Linked DNA regions of Oryzias latipes: region 2 is linked to region 1. Evidence: chromatin contacts called from public Hi-C data. All regions are on one chromosome and are shown on one strand. The core of a region is the stretch at or near the end of the contact, and the rest is flanking DNA. Distances in the headings are between cores, read along the strand shown.

Region 1 (4,416 bases), core at 1,099-3,598:
TTCTAAGGTCTCCATCAGCTGATGTATCATCAACAATCTAACAGAAGATTGATGGAGAGTCATTTCAGAGTCATTTGATTGTCTTACCAAAGGCAAAAAAGGAAAAATAACATTTTTTAGAAGAGTTCTTTCAATATAATGTACTGTCTGAGTTGTATTCTAAAGGCCTGTTCACACCGGGACGAATTTCGCCCGCGATATTCGGCGACGTTTAACGCCTCATGACTAAACAAAGGGCACTAATGTGAGTGTGCACACCGACGCGAAAAAACACCACGCGTCAAAGCGTCACTTTTTAAAAGACGCCTCGGGTTCGTTTTTTTGGTTTGACGCGCCGCGTCGAAAACTATACGACCAAGGAGAATGGTGCTTTTGCACACGTGTCTGGAGCTTCTGAAGTTACAGTAAAAAACAATTTGGGGGCGCTCAAACACAAAACTGCCTTTCTGAGCACATTTACCAGCGAAGAAGATAGACGCCAAGTAGCGTCTACACTGCCGCGAAGAAATAATGACGGACATTCTAAAATATCCCCGAACCACCATATCAAGCACCAGTTGGAGCAACTGGTGCTGGAAATATTCATGTTTTCTTTGTTTGATTCTGACAAGCGTGTAAATACTTGCTCTCTTCTTCTGAGTGAAAAGCGACTTTAAGAAGCGTAAAGTTGCGGAGCACCACCTTGTGTACAGGAGTATTTCTGTTTTACATTAAGCGCCATCTAATGTCAGGGAATGAAATTGCATGTTCGCTCGGCTCATCTTCAGCGAAAATCGCCTGAGTGTGAACACAAAAAACGTGGCGAAAAATGCTGGCGAATAACACCTGGCGAATATTCGTCCCGGTGTGTACGGGGCTTAAGTGGAACCTTGAGCAGGGTAAGTACGGGGCAGGTACTCGCACCTTACTAAAGACTGGAGTGTGGTGTTAGGGCACTGTGCAACAGCATCACCGTTAAAGCATACAATGTAAGTGAGTGCAACTCGCGTTAGCCACATGAGTAATTCATGATACACCTACCAATTGACTGTATAATAGAATTGGACAGAGTGAGAAATGTTTTACTTCCAGCTTAGTTACCATTTTTTTGCGATACGGACACTATCGTGTTGAACCAGGCAACGTCCATAAGCAGTGATTGGTCTGAGTCAACCACTCTTGCCAACGCACGAAATCTGTCAATCAAATGTTTTGCACGTTTGACGACATACCGCCTAGTTTTGTTGAGGCATCTGATTGGTCAATTTATAAAATATCACGAAAAATATTAGTATTAGCAAGAACACAATTAAAAAAAGGTTGCAGAGAAAGAAATGTTCTTCTGGCAAATAGAATGACTGAGTGATAGCTGTTTATTCAATAGAACTCTATGGGAGTTAGGAAGCACCCACTGGTTCCAAAAAGCCAGTTTGGAACACGGAGGGGGGAGGAATCACTCAATCCACTTCTCTTATAAGAGTCAATGCAATCACCACACGCATGACAATGGTAGGTTTCTTTTTCACAACGTCCCAGGTAGCCTCCATGGGGCCGGTCAATCCGAAAGCCCACCGTACAGTTCAACCCCCTTATGAGAGAACAGTCATGCGTATATGCTCTGATACTATGAATTGCTCATTAACAAGAGCTTGACTCTACGATGCTTGGCCGATACCATCATATATTAGCAGATTTAGGTCAGTTTGGGGATTTGTGTCTTTCCCGAGGGCACTATGACGTCTTTTTCTTCCTCACAACTATACAGATTACAGTCTGCGTGAATAGTTGTGGTTATTTGATACAAAACACTTGAATCTAAAAGAAATGTTAATGTTCCTCTATTGCGGTCTGTACAGGATCATTTGAAAATCCCCTGAGCCCTTGTATTTTCACGTAGGGGTGGGACACTGGGGCCCTGTTTTTCAGCGTTTATCTCTGCAGGATTTTTTCTTTCCCATGTTTATACAGTAAGCTATTATATTCCCTCAGCTCTCCAACCAATCCGTGTCCCTGTGCTGACACACAATATTGCAATTCTCCCTCCTTTTACAGCCCTTTTCTCTCCCCGTGTTTATACACAGTGTGACTGTTCCCTCTCTTGGCCTTTTAAGAGTCTCACTCTTGGACGCAGCCTTAAATGGAAAGTCTATACATGCTGTCTGTTTGTGAAGCCCAAAGAGCTTCCATTCAAAACAGCTGAGCGTTTGTAATGGCCTGTTTATGTTTTAAAAGGGCTTTTTTTTTCCACAGTAACCCACTGTCACGTCTGGAGCCGGGCTCCAGTGCCGCGCGGCAGAGCCGGGGCGCGCTCCTGCCCGAACACGCCGGCGTGCTCGAGAGACAGCAACAGCAATATGGATTTAATTAGTCTTATTATTCTAATCATGGGCTGGACATGACAGGCCGTGCCACTGGGCGGGGAGGGGGAGAGAAGGGGGGGAGGGGGTGAAAGCAGGGGGAGGGGTAAAGATGGCGCTGATTGCAGGGATTACGGGATTATTATGGACGCTTGGAAATTATGCACTTCTTTCCAGGAAAAACCTCAGAATGCAGAAACTGGTTAAAGGCCTCTTTCTGTGCTTCTGTGAAAAAGCTGTTGCTCTTATTATTGGTGGGGGTGGGGGGCGGGGGGGGAGGGGGCACATGTGCATCACTGCCCAAGCTCGCCACATGTGAAAAAATATGGAAAGGTTTTAATTTTATGTAGAAATGGAGACTTTTGACGGACAGATGTCAAGCATCATAAGGTGAAAGGTGGGTGCGTCAGCCCCGTAATAGGCGGATGTAAGGGTACCCCCCCATACACACACACACACCACCCTTACACTGCTGTTAATTGCCCTTACTCCATAACCTGCTGAGGCGTCTCTGGGGAGGAGATGTAGATAGGAGAAGGTGGGTGTGAGTGTGTGTGTGTGGGGGGGGGGGGTTGTGCAGTGGAGTCTGCCATCTGCTCTGACTCCTGACTGCGCTCCTCCTCCCCCACCACCAACAAGGATCCACCCTTCAGATCGACATCTCCCGCCTTTTTTTTTTTTTTTCTGGGGGTCCTCAGGATGGCTGTTTTGAAGAAAAGAAAAAAAGAACGCACACGTGTGTTCGTTTGTGCGCGTGCACACGCACTACCCATCGGTTCGCACAGGAGGCCTTGCCCACGTGGCTCTGAACGCTTCAGTGAAAAAGCAGAGGATACGCCATCCAAATGATAAGTCGCACATGGTTGGGGCATGTGCGGCGGCAAAGGTGACTCACCCAGTCTGAATGGAAGCATATTGAAAATGTTTTTTCTTTTGTTTTGTTTTTTTTTAAAAAGGACAACTGCCGACAAAATGCTGATTGAAGGAAGACAGAGAAAGAGGGGATGGGGGTGGGTTAAGGTAGGGTGGGGCACCCAGGAGGCGCAGACGGGATCCTTGGTGGTGACAAGTGTCTGGCTCTTTGTGTTGTTTGTGACGCATTGTTCCAGCAGCTGAAGGAGGCGGCGGCTTGTCGAGGGCCGTGACTGACATCTGGATGAAGTGTGGATCAGCTAGAAAGGTGTGAGTGCAAGTGCATGTTCAGAGCAGCTGGACGTGCAAAGTGCCCCCCCTGAAAAATAACTCCAGTTTAACAGCAGCGTTTAACCCCGTAAAGTCCACTACATCAAAGAATTGACGAAAAATTCTGATTTTTTTAAAATTAAGATGGTTTGTTAACCATTTGATGGAATCCACACACAAAAAAAACAAATTTTTAGTAGCAATTATGGCACATTTGAGTGTTTTGCTAAGTTTTTCACAAACAACAATGTAAGTTTAGGATTTAAAAATACTGTCAGTGTTTAGGAAAATAAAAGCACCTGATTTACCCACTGTCTCAAATTTGATACACACATTTTTAATGCTTAGTGACTGTATTGCAAAGAATACATCATTAAGACATTTAGCATTTAAAACTAGAATAAAATTAGGAGACCTTTTTTCTTATTGTCTCACGGAAAATAAGAAAAATGACAGGACCAGGCTGGCTCCCCATCCTGCAGCGGGTGTCTGTCTGGTCACCAGCTCGCCTCCCGGGAGGTGACACAGTGATCGCGTTGACTTCAGCCCCATGCGCCCTGCGACAGACTGTCTAAGGTGTCTTCACCCAACATTAGTAGGGACGGGCTCAGGAAACCCCGCTGCTCCCAAGAGGTTACAGCAGGTTGCTAAAATGAATGGAAGTTAAGGAGAACTACCGGATCAATCCACCATATTGGATGTGTGTTCTACCCGCTGTCGCTGAAAACGTCACGTGCACAAAGTTGAGTCCCTAAACGGTTAGCGTTATATCTGGACGTGATCTTCTGTCTCCTGACCCTGTTTCTGACTGTTACCTGCCGCCTGCCCGACTCTCCCCTGTATTTTGACCATCCCGTCTCTCCTCTGATGATCTTATGCCCGTTATTGACCCCTGCCG
Region 2 (4,416 bases), core at 1,194-3,693, 190 kb before region 1:
AGAGGAAAAGAAAATTCTTGCACGGCCAGCAGAACCGGGCCGCTCTCAGCCCGCTGGCCTCCAAAGTCTGTGATACCCAGATTCACCCCCCCCAGAAAGTCCTTTCAGTCCATCAGAGCTATGCTCAGAGGCTCTCCTTGCTCGAGCTTGTGCTTGACGAAGAGTCTGTGCCGATGGTTCGTAGGCGGATCTCTCCGGCCGCCGGCTCCTCTGAGGACTTGGGCGATTCGGACGCCATCCTCATCCAGGGGTGGTCGCAAATCTGGTCCAGAGTGGGCCGGTCGGAGGGTCGCAGCGCCAGGCACCATTTGATGATCTGCTGGCACTCTGAGGGAGGTGACAGAATGCGTCACACATCACTATTATGTCACCCAAAATTAATTTAAGAAAATCTGCAGAGTGGGGTTGGTGTAGTACCACCGGTTACAGCTAGGTGGCGTCAGAGCCACTCTGTTTGAGACCCTGTGACTTACCAGGTGAGACCCTCCTCCTGAAGTAGACTTTTCCTCTGAGGATCTCCTCATCCTGCTCAAAGGGGATGTCTCCACACACCATGTCGTACAGCAGCACGCCTAGCGACCACACTGTTGCCGAGCGACCGTGGTATCTATGGAAACGGATCCACTCAGGTGGGCTGTAAACTCTTGTACCTGCAAGAAAACAAAAGAGGAAAAAGCGGGGAGGTTGAGTGACAGCGAATGCATCACTTTTCAGCCTTCACATAAAAGCCAAATAAAGAAATAAAGCGCCCCCACCCTTTGTGTCTCGTAACCCCCCCTCCCTCATGAAAGGAGGAATTTAGATCCCAACGTGAGCCAATCACGTGAGCCGCCGGCTCGGGTTTCACAACAAACAGATGTTACGTGGCACCGTGACTCAGACGGCGACAAACTAATGACCGGAAACAGCAAAAGATAAACAGCACAGTCACATATTTCTGTTTTGCATGAAAAATCTGAGTCACCTCGGTGATATTTTCACCAACAGACCGGGAGACTTGGCGAGGAAAACCCTCCACCAAAAACAGAACACTGCGTCACGCGGCAGTGAACGCCTCCGCGTCTCAATATAGCGCGGCAGGAAAGGGCACGCGCGACACCTAGCTTAATGCATATCCACGACCATAAAAACAATAAACGCTACAGCCAACAAGAAGGATAAAAATGATTCCTCACCGTCAAAATCCGTGTAGACCGTGTCCTTCAGAATGGCCCCTGAACCAAAATCGATCAATTTGAGCTCCCCGGTGCGTAAATCCACCAGCAGGTTTTCGTCTTTGATGTCCCGGTGGACGACGCCGCAGCTGTAGCAGTGTCGGACCGCCTCCAAAACCTGGCGGAAAAAGCCGCGCGCCGTGCCTTCGTCCAGGGCTCCCTTCTCGGTGATAAAGTCGAACAGGTCCTTGACCAGGTCGGGCCTCTCCATGACGATGAGCCAGCCGTCCGGCCGCTCGTAGTAATCCAGCAGTTTGATAACTCCCCGAAAAGACGAGCTGACCTTCTTCAGCAGCAGGATCTCCAACGGAACCATGACTCCGTTCTGCGACAACAATTGAGATTTTTAAAGTAACAGAAGAGACCCCCCGGTGACAAATCGCGGGGGTGGCAGGGACCAAAACAAATCACACGGGGACTTACAATTGAACCCCACTCTGTCACCCTTTCCTTCGCGACGTGTTTCACAGCAACCTGGAACAACAAAGCACACGTTGTTAAGGTCGACCGAACCACATGGGGGGATGAAAACACAAAGTTCGCCATGTCCTTACCGGCGCGCCATCGGAGATCCGATTGCCGGCATACACCGTCCCAAACCCTCCGCTGCCCAGCACCGACCCCACCTGGTAAACCCTCTCGAAGGGCTCCTTCTCCACTTTAACTGCAAGGAAAAATATTAATTTAATTAAAATCGTTAAGGAGCTTCTTTCATCTTAAAAAAAACGACGGTCATTGAAGGCAACATACCCGGCGGGAGTATCTTCACTGGAATATGGTCCATACTTGAAGGATTGCAAATGTGCGAAAATGAACCTAACTTTGTAAGCAGCATATTCGAGCGGAAAATCAACTGTAAACGGTTCTTGAGTGACTATCTAGAGGAATCTTTCCCACACAAAAATAAAGATAGAATTTAAGAAGAGGCGCAGTTTCTGCAATGGTGCGGCTGCAGTGAAGTAAATCCAGTCCAGCAGTGCGCCAACTCCGCCGCACCGCGCCCGTCAAAGTCGTGTCACGACCGTGAAGTCGCTGCCAGCTCAGCCGACAACCAGCATTAATCTGGCCACTTTGTTCCGGCGCAAATAAAAAAGGGTCCGCTTTTGTAAGAAAAAAAATAAAGAAGTAAACTCTTCAACGCGATGCAGCTGTAGTACTCGCCGTTTAAATGGCCACTACGGTATGTTATTATCCCAGAGAGTGGCCGCTGTCTGAGCTTTGGCGCGGTCTTCCCAAGCCAATATTTTGACGCGCAACCCCTCTCGTTGTATCCCTCCGCCACCAATACAAACCGACACTTTCGTCTAATTTCAACCTTACAGTCTATGTTTTTGACAAATATCACCCTCCGTCCCACCAATAAGCGTATTCTATTATTAAATTACACTCTTAATCAAATTCTCCAGCGATATAATAAATTTAGCACTGCACTATTTTTTCATAGTACGAGACGCTCAGGAATCCCTTGTCTGGAAGCTTTGCGCTGTGTTCCCTCTGCACTCAACGGCGACAGCCAATCAAATCGTTTCTATAAATAACGTGCTCCGTCTCCTGACCAATCCGGAGCTCGCTTTCACAGTAAAGCAAGCGTTTGAGCACACGTGGCGGCAACTCCTGTAGACCCCCCTTTCCCCTTTCCCCTGTTTTTCTGCAGCTACAGACAAAATGGATTGAGTGTAAAGTTCAGCTTTTATTGGCATTCCAACTAATTATTATCTCTTTAAAGTTGCTGTGAAGCACAATGTCACTTCACTTCCTTGAACAGTTTGTTTACTATTTGTCAAACCTTTTACTATACAGTGACAAAATTACTAGCTAATATTGTTTCCGCCATTAGTTGGCATTTTATTGATCAAACAAATACAAATTGTTGGAGCATTGAAAAAAAATAAAACGATATTAATTAGCAGCAGTAAAAACATATATGTAAATATATTTAAAGTAACTAAAAAGACGGTAAAAGGAATTGCTGTATTAATTTAAGTAAACATTTTTGTTAAGGAGAAACAGCTTTTTTTCCGCACATTGGAGTTCTAGTTTGCACTGTAAGGTCATTAATGTTTAGACTATACTTTAAACACGCTACACTGCAATAACTCAAATTTAAAGAACACGAAAAGACCCTCGTTTAAAGGAAAAAAAATCTTATTTTCTGAGTTGCAAGAAAAAATATTTTCTTAAGAAAGTTTTTCAATTGCAAAATAATAATAAGTTCAAGGAATCATGTCTCAATGACTTTAATTTTACATAGAATTTTTGGTGATACAGTTGTTTTTACCACATTGGTAGATTTTGCTTATGTAAAGAAAAATGTAGACATTTTAAGATTTTTTTTTTACTTAATTCTACTGGGCTTGGTTTTGCAGTGTACCTAGCATGCTTAAATTGAACTTTTCATAAAACCTTACATATAAACATCATATGCACAAGTACTAGAATGAATGACAATGTTCAAATTTTCAAAAAAGGCTTTGGATGGGGTTCCAAACTTCCAAGCTCTCTTTTTTAATTGTATCCAGGCTTAAATTTATACAAACATCGGTTCTGAACAAAAAAAGACTTAAATTTGAAAAAAAATCTAAACTCAATCATTTTTAAAAATATTTTATATTGAAAGGTATTATGAGTTAAAATACAGTGTCTGTGAAATGTCTGCATTACTCAAAAATGAAAGTCAGTTTAACCCCAGATCTCGCTTACCTTGCGAGAACACAAAGTAACATTTGATCACAGAACAGTAACAGCTGCTCTAACATTAGTTGGTTATTGAGGAACATGTGAACATAGTCCTTTTATTATTGGACAGAGATACATTTCCAGCAGTGGACGGGTTGTGTTTAAGGTTCCCTGCACCTTTAGCTAGGACTGCTGTTTAAAGAACATTCATTTCTGCTCTAAGTGATCCTAAAAATTTATTAAATTTGACTTAACGGAATGCATGACCCTCGTTTGAAGTTATATTGGATTGTTTTATGATAGAGAACACTAGCTTAGGGGGGGCCTCTTTACATTTTTTAGCCCAGTGCCCCCAAATTTGATTGGGGTACCACTGCTAAATCTATAAAAATGACCTAAATCTTCTGAAACTGTCAGATCATAAACAATAATTAAAACTAGATTCGTTTTTACTAAAGGCATTTCAATTTTATTCGACTTGCAAGAACACGGAAAAAAACAAACAAACATCTAGCTGACAGCTGGA

What was found. A called contact is a pair of places that touch in the nucleus more often than the background predicts.
Region 2: a Hi-C map of gastrula embryo shows a contact between it and region 1, with 1.9 times the contacts expected there. The contact joins the promoter of pim3 here to the enhancer-like site in region 1. A contact is called at or near these places in 3 of 5 Hi-C or Micro-C datasets (embryo and gastrula embryo).

What each region holds. Positions count from the first base shown.
Region 1 is chr23:7,067,918-7,072,333 of ASM223467v1, reverse strand. No RefSeq gene overlaps it. Among protein-coding and RNA genes, the nearest start is that of LOC111946918, 67 kb to the right of the region's middle. Within about 2 kb of position 2,348, at least 5 of the 8 cell types and tissues checked have an H3K27ac peak or open chromatin away from gene starts, as enhancers often do. A contact at or near this core is called in embryo and gastrula embryo, where this site is marked.
Region 2 is chr23:7,256,391-7,260,806 of ASM223467v1, reverse strand. pim3 (serine/threonine-protein kinase pim-3) reads right to left here and starts at 2,443. Exons shown (of 6, transcript XM_004082907.4): 1 at 1,965-2,443; 2 at 1,769-1,878; 3 at 1,638-1,688; 4 at 1,176-1,539; 5 at 474-650; 6 at 1-327. The coding sequence starts at 2,049. The coding sequence ends at 125.